Regions from separate parts of the Cricetulus griseus genome. Here region 2 is linked to region 1. The links are chromatin contacts, called in public Micro-C maps. All regions are on one chromosome and are shown on one strand. The core of a region is the stretch at or near the end of the contact, and the rest is flanking DNA. Distances in the headings are between cores, read along the strand shown.

The links. A called contact is a pair of places that touch in the nucleus more often than the background predicts.
Region 2: a contact with region 1 is called in a Micro-C map of the CHO-K1 cell line, with 5 times the contacts expected there. The contact joins two enhancer-like sites. A contact is called at or near these places in 5 of 8 Hi-C or Micro-C datasets (the CHK-Q cell line, the CHO-K1 cell line, fibroblasts and 1 more).

Annotation. Positions count from the first base shown.
Region 1 is chr2:15,151,426-15,155,071 of CriGri-PICRH-1.0, reverse strand. It overlaps Eif4g3 (eukaryotic translation initiation factor 4 gamma 3), which reads left to right. Exons shown (of 34, transcript XM_035439492.1): 33 at 502-648; 34 at 2,910-3,646. The coding sequence ends at 3,091. Among named protein-coding and RNA genes, the nearest start is that of Hp1bp3, 16 kb to the right of the region's middle. Within about 2 kb of position 1,606, at least 2 of the 6 cell types and tissues checked have open chromatin away from gene starts, as enhancers often do. A contact at or near this core is called in the CHO-K1 cell line and fibroblasts, where this site is marked.
Region 2 is chr2:15,372,307-15,375,926 of CriGri-PICRH-1.0, reverse strand. It overlaps a transcript of Ece1 not described here. Among named protein-coding and RNA genes, the nearest start is that of Eif4g3, 18 kb to the right of the region's middle. Within about 2 kb of position 1,611, at least 2 of the 6 cell types and tissues checked have open chromatin away from gene starts, as enhancers often do. A contact at or near this core is called in the CHO-K1 cell line and fibroblasts, where this site is marked.

The DNA.
Region 1 (3,646 bases), core at 357-2,856:
ATTTGTTGTTAGCAGTTCCTAGCATCTGAAGTACAATTGTCAGCTTTGCATTTCATGATCTGATTTTATATGGTCTTGGAACTTGCAGTTTCTGCAAGTTGGGGAATCTGCACTCAACGTGCATTTCCCCTTCAGGTTTTATGTCATTTTTTATATAATGTACCATTAGAAATGCACTAGTACCAGAGGCCTGTAATCTTTGCTGTTTCGAAAGCTGAGGCAGCAGGGTCAACCGCTACAGAGAATATTTAAGGCCTCACTAGGCGACTTAGTGAGTGAGACACTGTCGCAAAATAAGGCCAGGAATGGCTGAAGATGCAGCTTGGTGGGAAGTGCTTGCCTAGTATGTGAGACACGTGGTCCCATCCCCAGTACCACAAAAGAATGTACAGATTCCAGTCTTTGCTTTGGACCCCTTACCTCACTTTTCCCAGATGTGTGTATATGCGCTGTGCTCAGAGCAACAGAATTGTGTTGACTCTGGTTCTACTGTCCCTGCAGCTGACTGTCCTACCTTCCGAGTGGACACTGCCGTGATCAAGCAGAGAGTGCCCATCTTACTCAAGTACCTAGACTCAGACACAGAGAAGGAACTGCAAGCACTTTATGCACTACAAGCGTCAATAGTAAAACTTGACCAACCTGCCAGTAAGTTCCCATCTTGGCACAGAGAGGCCAACCTATCAAGGAGAACTTGTAGTACTTGAAAGTTGGGGTTTGGACATGGGCAGTAGGACGACTTGCAGCAACCTTTAGAATCAACCATGTGAAAACCTGTGTGAAAAATGCTACGTCTAGTTTAGCTGGGCAGTGGTGGTGCATGCCTTAAATCCCAGCCCGCAGGAGGCAGATGCCAGCTTGGTCTACAGAGCAAGTTCCAGGACAGCCAGGGCTGGACAAAGAAACACTGTCTCAAAAAGCCTGGATGGGGTTGGGGTGTCTAGTTTAGGGCCTAAAGAGGTATAAGGTACAGTTCAATTGTGAAGAGCATTGGCTCAGTTCCCAGCACCTACATGGCCACTCACAACCATCTGGAACTCCACTTCCTGGAAATCCTGCGCCCTCTTTTGGTCTCTAGAGCCACCAGGCATGTACTTGGTGCACAGTAGCAAATGTATTTTTCTCTAATGTTCATGTACAGAAAACACCCAAACACATAAAATTTTAAATATAATTTTAAAAAGTCTAGTTGAACTATGCAGGTAGCGCACTTCATCCCAGCATATGGGGGTGGCTAAGGGCAAGGGGAGCATATCTTCTCAAAGAAAAGAAGTAAACCTGGTATAGAAGGTGGATCCTCTCCATAGGCCAGATCTGATGGAACCTCCTGTGTCACGGTGGATGTGTATACAATCCACTGCTCATTGTGGGGACCTGGTCACCTAAGATGCTTGTGGCCGTGGTGACTAAGTTCTGAATCTTCCATTTTATTTAACTTGTATTTAGTTGACCCTATGTGGATATATCAGAAGCATATTGAATAGCTTTGAGGCTGGCCAGTGATTTCAGCATCCTGAGCCACTGGCATTTGCTAAGGCATCAGTTACTCGCACACCCTAGTGTTAGGTGCTGGCCAGTGATTCACGCCCTCAGGAATTCACTGCAGTTTGTGCACATGGGTGGAGCTTATTTCAGGGACGGCCTTGAGTGGTTCCCAGACACTGCTTGGGTTATGGCTTTCGCAACTTGGAAAGTGAAAGTACCCCTGAATCTTCCTGGGAGACAGAAAGGGCTAAAACAAATTATCCTCAGAACGTAAGTCTGAATCCAAAACTGTAATTGTTTTTCCTTCTCCCAAAATCATGTGAGGTCATGTAACAGGACAGCGTGCTTTTTTGAGCTCTTGCAGAAGATGACACTAGCTTTTCAGATGAGATGCTGTCTGATGAAATGACTGCTTGGTTGACATTAGGAATCATATTGACCTCAGTCATCCTGAGAACTGTTGGTTTGGAAACCTGCAGCTGACAGACTTGTGGCCTTGCTCCATGCCCCTGTAGATCAACTAGAGTTATTTATTTTATTTTAGTTGGGTTGGGGAGGGGGGTGCATGATTTATTTCAGTGTTAGATAATGTAGTTAAAAAATTAATCTAAAAATGTAACTAAGAATCTGTCTGGTTCTCATATTTATTGGCATTTATCATTCATTCACTGCTGAGTCCATTAGTGTGATGATCAGGAAGCTGACTACAAGTGACTCTTAAAGGCCACACATTTAATCTCAGCACTCACTGAGCAGAGGCAAGCGGATCTCCGTAAGTTCAAGGCCAGCCAGAGCTACATAGTGAAATACCTTCATGAAGGAATTTTCTTTTTCTCTCTTGCAGTGCTGTGGGTTGAACTCTCTTCCAAGGAACTCTTAAAGGAAGAATAACTACATTTAAAGGAGTTTAATGTCTCTAACAGCATTATCCCTTTCTTGCGTAGTAATACAAGTTTCCACTGTAAGAGAAAAATAATTTCAGTTGTTCAAAAAGTTGAGACATTTAAGATACCAAAATGCAGAGATCACCTGGGCCTGCATTTTTCATGTAGTCACTCTTTGTTTTCAGTACAGCCTTAGAATTTTTAAATTGTTTAATTTGGTAACTACATGATAGGAGACAGCCTCACCAGTATGTGAACATCATTGGATTTGAATAAAATAAAGGTATAAAGGTAATGTAGCTGCTTAGGGTTTTCTTCTGCAAATAGGTGCCACGTCCCTCGGCACCCATCCAGAGCGTGTGGTGCATGGTCCTAGGAAGCCAGCAGTAGTTGGTTGTGTTGATTCACTCATTCCCTGCGTTGATTCATTCATTCATTCATTCATTCGTCCACTGCTTGCATTGCTTACTCATTCACACACCATTGCTTCCCCTTGCTACTGCAGTGCCCAGACCAATGGCTGTTTTCACCCACTTGCAGATTTGCTCCGGATGTTTTTTGATTGCCTGTATGATGAGGAGGTGATCTCAGAGGATGCCTTCTACAAATGGGAGAGCAGCAAGGACCCTGCAGAGCAGAACGGGAAGGGCGTGGCCCTCAAATCTGTCACAGCATTTTTCACGTGGCTGCGGGAAGCGGAAGAGGAGTCTGAGGATAACTAATACTTCAAATACACAAACGAAACAAAAGAAACAATTTAAGTATTTTTTTAAAAAGTTTCACGTCTTCGCCAATCACAGTGCAGCAAGGCCAACTCTCGCAGAAACCCCACGTGTGCACGAGTGGGAGAGGGAAAGGAAACAGGTGATCATGGAGGATAAAGGTGCTGGAACCAGGAGACAGCAGACCTGAGGGCGGGAGCTCGGAAACCAAAATACATGTACTATTTATAGAAAATATTTTCTGTTTTAATCTTTTCTTTTTAAACGAGGACTCATACTTAAAAAAAAAAAAAAAAAAGCAAAAAAAAAAAAAAAAGGAAAGGAAAAAAAAAAACAGTTGAGAACTTTTAATTTATTTTAAGGACTGCAAATGCCAGTGTGTAATTTTTTAATTTGCAGTTTCTGTAAACAACTTGTATAATAGAAAAGCAGAAAAATAAATTTCCCTTCCCTTCAGATGCACCTCACATTTGTGTTAAGACATAGCTGTTAGTCCAGATTTGAGAAGGTTTGGGGTGAACAAGGTAAGAAAGATCCTCTCTCTCTCTCTCTCTC
Region 2 (3,620 bases), core at 362-2,861, 220 kb before region 1:
ATGCACACTGTTCTCCGAAGATGTCTTTCTTTCCATCCCACCTCTTCTGGCCTTGGGGACCTGTGGCCTCTCTGTAGCAATTCCAATATCCTGAAGTGGTCTGCTTTGCTGACCCTTGGCACCATGATAAAGGAAAAGGGAAAGTAGTCCAGTTCTTTCTCCAAGCTCTGTAGCCCAGAGTTGCCTGGCCTGGTTCCCAGGACCCATTCTCTAGTGCCTTAACCGAGGCTGTGGCCCCTGAACTCCACCAAGGAGGCAGCCCCTGCCTGAAGCCCTTGGCTTTCTCCATGGAATCCCAAGTGTCCTGACTAAAAGCCAACACCATAGCCCCTCTCCCAGGAGGGTTACCATCCCAGCTTGCCTATGGGGCAGCCATTCCAGATGGCCAGTGCTGGGAACTGTTGACCTCTCTCAGGCTTCCAGCCTCCCTTGGCACTGGAGTTGAATTAAACCAGTTCTTTTAGGTGGCGGGTTTCCTCTCATGGGGGTTGGGGGAGCGTCTGTGAGCCAGAGGAGGCTTCGGATGAAAGGTTCCCAGCCCCATCTGGCCTACAGGGAAGTCACCCGATAGTAGATGTATGGGTTCCCGCTAGGTGGCGCTCACTGTGGTTCTCATGATGGCTGTAGGGAGGCAAGCCTCTGTGAGCTGTGAGTCCAGTGGTGACACCACTTGGCAGGCCATGCTCCCACATTGCACAGCACCCCCCTCCCCCATACCGTAGTCCTTCTTGGCCAGGAAGCCCAGAAATGCTGACTTGGCCCTGCTCGTTTTGGGTTAGCCTTAGCCCTGGGGCAGGGAGCTGCAAACTGGCCCCTGACAATGTCCCTGATCCCTGTAAGCATGTTCAAGGTCTCGTAGCTCTTCTGGGAAAGATTACACAGGAAGTAGGAAGGTGAGTGGAACCATGCCCTGCCACATGGAGGTGGGCCTTCTGGGCCCACAGCCTCTGCCCCTCCTGCTCCGTCCTCTTGCCTCCCTGTGGAGAGGCAGTCCTGGAAAGAGGCCAGCACGGGTATGTAGAAGCAGGATCCTGAGCTGGGGTTCAGCAATACAGTTACTGCTCAGGGGGTGCAAGGCAGCCGCAGCAGAAAGGCCCAGGCTGAGCAGAGATGGATGGGTACAAAAGCGGCAGCCACCGGCCCCACCTCCCACCCCCACCCCCGCCCTGCGCCCTCCAGAGATTTGAGGAAGGCAGAAGTGAGAAGGGCAGCTGCTCTCAGAAAGACCCCTGCTCTCAAGCCTGGGAGCTTCCCTGCAGGTACAAGGACATAGGGTTTGGAGCTGGGGAATCTATTTTTTGTATTATTATGTTTTGTGCTACTGTAGTTTTGGTGTGGCACTATTGTAATTAAAATAAAGTACTTGTACCAAGTGCCATGTGTATGAATGTTCGATCTTATTGGGTGATGTGTTTCCTGTGGGAGCATGAGATGGACCTCCCTTGGCTTCTCTGCCTCTTAAACTCCTTCCCGTCCTTCAAGGCCCCACACAATAGCAACTCCTCCAGGAAGCCCTTTCTCGCCTCCTAGTCCACACAGGCTTCTATTTCCAACTAGGGTGTGTGGGTTTGCTGAGCCAACACAGAAACCACAAACTCGCTGACTAACATGACAGAAATTCATTATCTCATAGTTCTGGAGGTTCAAAGACCAAGATCAAAGTGTTGACAGGGTTGGGTCCTTCTTGAGGTGTCAGGAAGAATGCTCCAGGCCTCTCTCCTGGCTCCTGATGGCATCACACCCAGGAATGTATGGGACAGAGGTGGCACCGGCTGCTGCCCACCCCTTTCCCAAGAAGGGACACATAACATCTCCTGTCAGATTCCCAATGTCCCCCAGGCCCCAGCCTGCAGATATCAGTACCGTTTTGTTCTTTTGGGACAGCGTTTCCTCTAGAGCTTTGGCTGTCCTGGAACTCACTCTGTAGAACAAGCTGGCTTCGAACTCAGAGATCCACCTGCTTCTGCCTCCTGAGTGCTGGGATTAAAGGCATGCGCCACCGCTGCCTGCCTCATCGGTACTCTTAACAGACCCCTTTCCCAACAACCAAGAGAACAGATGGCCTCTTGGTCCCCAGCCCTGAGTCCTGAGCCCCCATGTCGCTTCTCTGCCGTCATCAGCAGTGGCCCTCCTCATGCAGGGCTCGAGCTTGCCCTTCCAGCTGAGGACCGTGGAGACAACAGAGCCCTGTCTTCAGAATAACTGGGAAATGTAAATGATCTGAAGTCATTAACTGTGAACCAGAGAGCCAGCAGGGTATACTGTGCTTAGAGGGATTAGAGAAGCCTTTAAATACTCCCAGACTCCAGTACAGCAATGGGCCTAAGGTCAAATGGCTTCACAAAGAGCTGCACCGCTTCACTCGGAGATGAGAAGAAGCGCAGAGGCATAGCCTGGCCGTGCCCAGAAAGGTCCATGCTGTAAATGATTCCAATGTCCCCCCAAGCTAAACTGTAACTCCAGCATACTCACAAGCAGAACCCCAATGTACTTATCGGGGAGAGAGTGCCTATGTGAGTGGGTGTGGTGCTGGGTGAGAGCTTCGGGACTGGTGGACACTACAGCCACTTAGTTGTCATTGTCATTGTAACAGGCTTTCTCTTGGGCCACAAACCAGCTTCCAGATCAGGACAAGGAGACTTATTATTAATTATGAATGCTTGACATTATCGTACGCTTGTCCCACTAGCTCTTACAACTCAAATTAACCTGTTTCTCTCCATCTACATTTTGCCTCAGGGCCTTTTACCTTTCTTTCATTCTGTATGTCCAGCTTTCGCTGCTTCCTCCATGGCTGCTTGGCGGCTGCCTGACAGGCTGACCCCAGGTGTCTCCCTCTTATTCTCCTCCCATTTTCTGTTCTGGAGCCTAGATTCCTCCTACACATTCTCTCTGCCCACAAGCTCCACCTATCCCTGTCCTGCCTAGCTACTGGCCATTCAGCTTTTTATTAGAACAATCAGATGCCTTAGGCAGGCAAGGGGAGCAGCAGCACATCTTTCTTTACACTGTTAAACAAATGCAGCATAAACAGATGTTCTGAAACATATCTTTTTTTTTTTTTTTTTTGAGACAGGGTCTCTCCGTGTCACAGCAGCTGTCCTAGAACTTACTTTGTAGACCAGGCTGGCCTCAAACTCACAGAGATCTGCCTGCTTCTACCTCCTGAGTGCTGTAACTAAAGGTGTGTCATTGCCTGACCGATACACTGTCATCTTAAATAATTTGTTAAGCTGATTGATGTTGATTAGAAATGCACAGGAGTGGCCAGGCGTTGGTGGCGCATGCTTTTAATCCCAGCGCTCAGGAGGCAGAGACAGGCAGATCTCTCTGAGTTCGAGGCCAGCCTGGTCTCCAGAGCGAGTGCCAGGACAGGCTCCAAAGCTACACAGAGAAACCCTGTCTCTAAAAACAAAATAAAAAACAACAACAAAAAAAAAAGACAGAAAGAGAGAAAAAGAAAAAGAAATGCGCAGGAGTACCCCAGATTGGTTATTTAAGATAGAATTTCATGTAGCCCAGGCAGGCCATGAACTTGCTATGTAGCTGAGGATGACCTATCTTAAACTTCTTTTTAAAGATTATTTATTCTCATTTTGTGCACATTAGTGTTTTGCCTG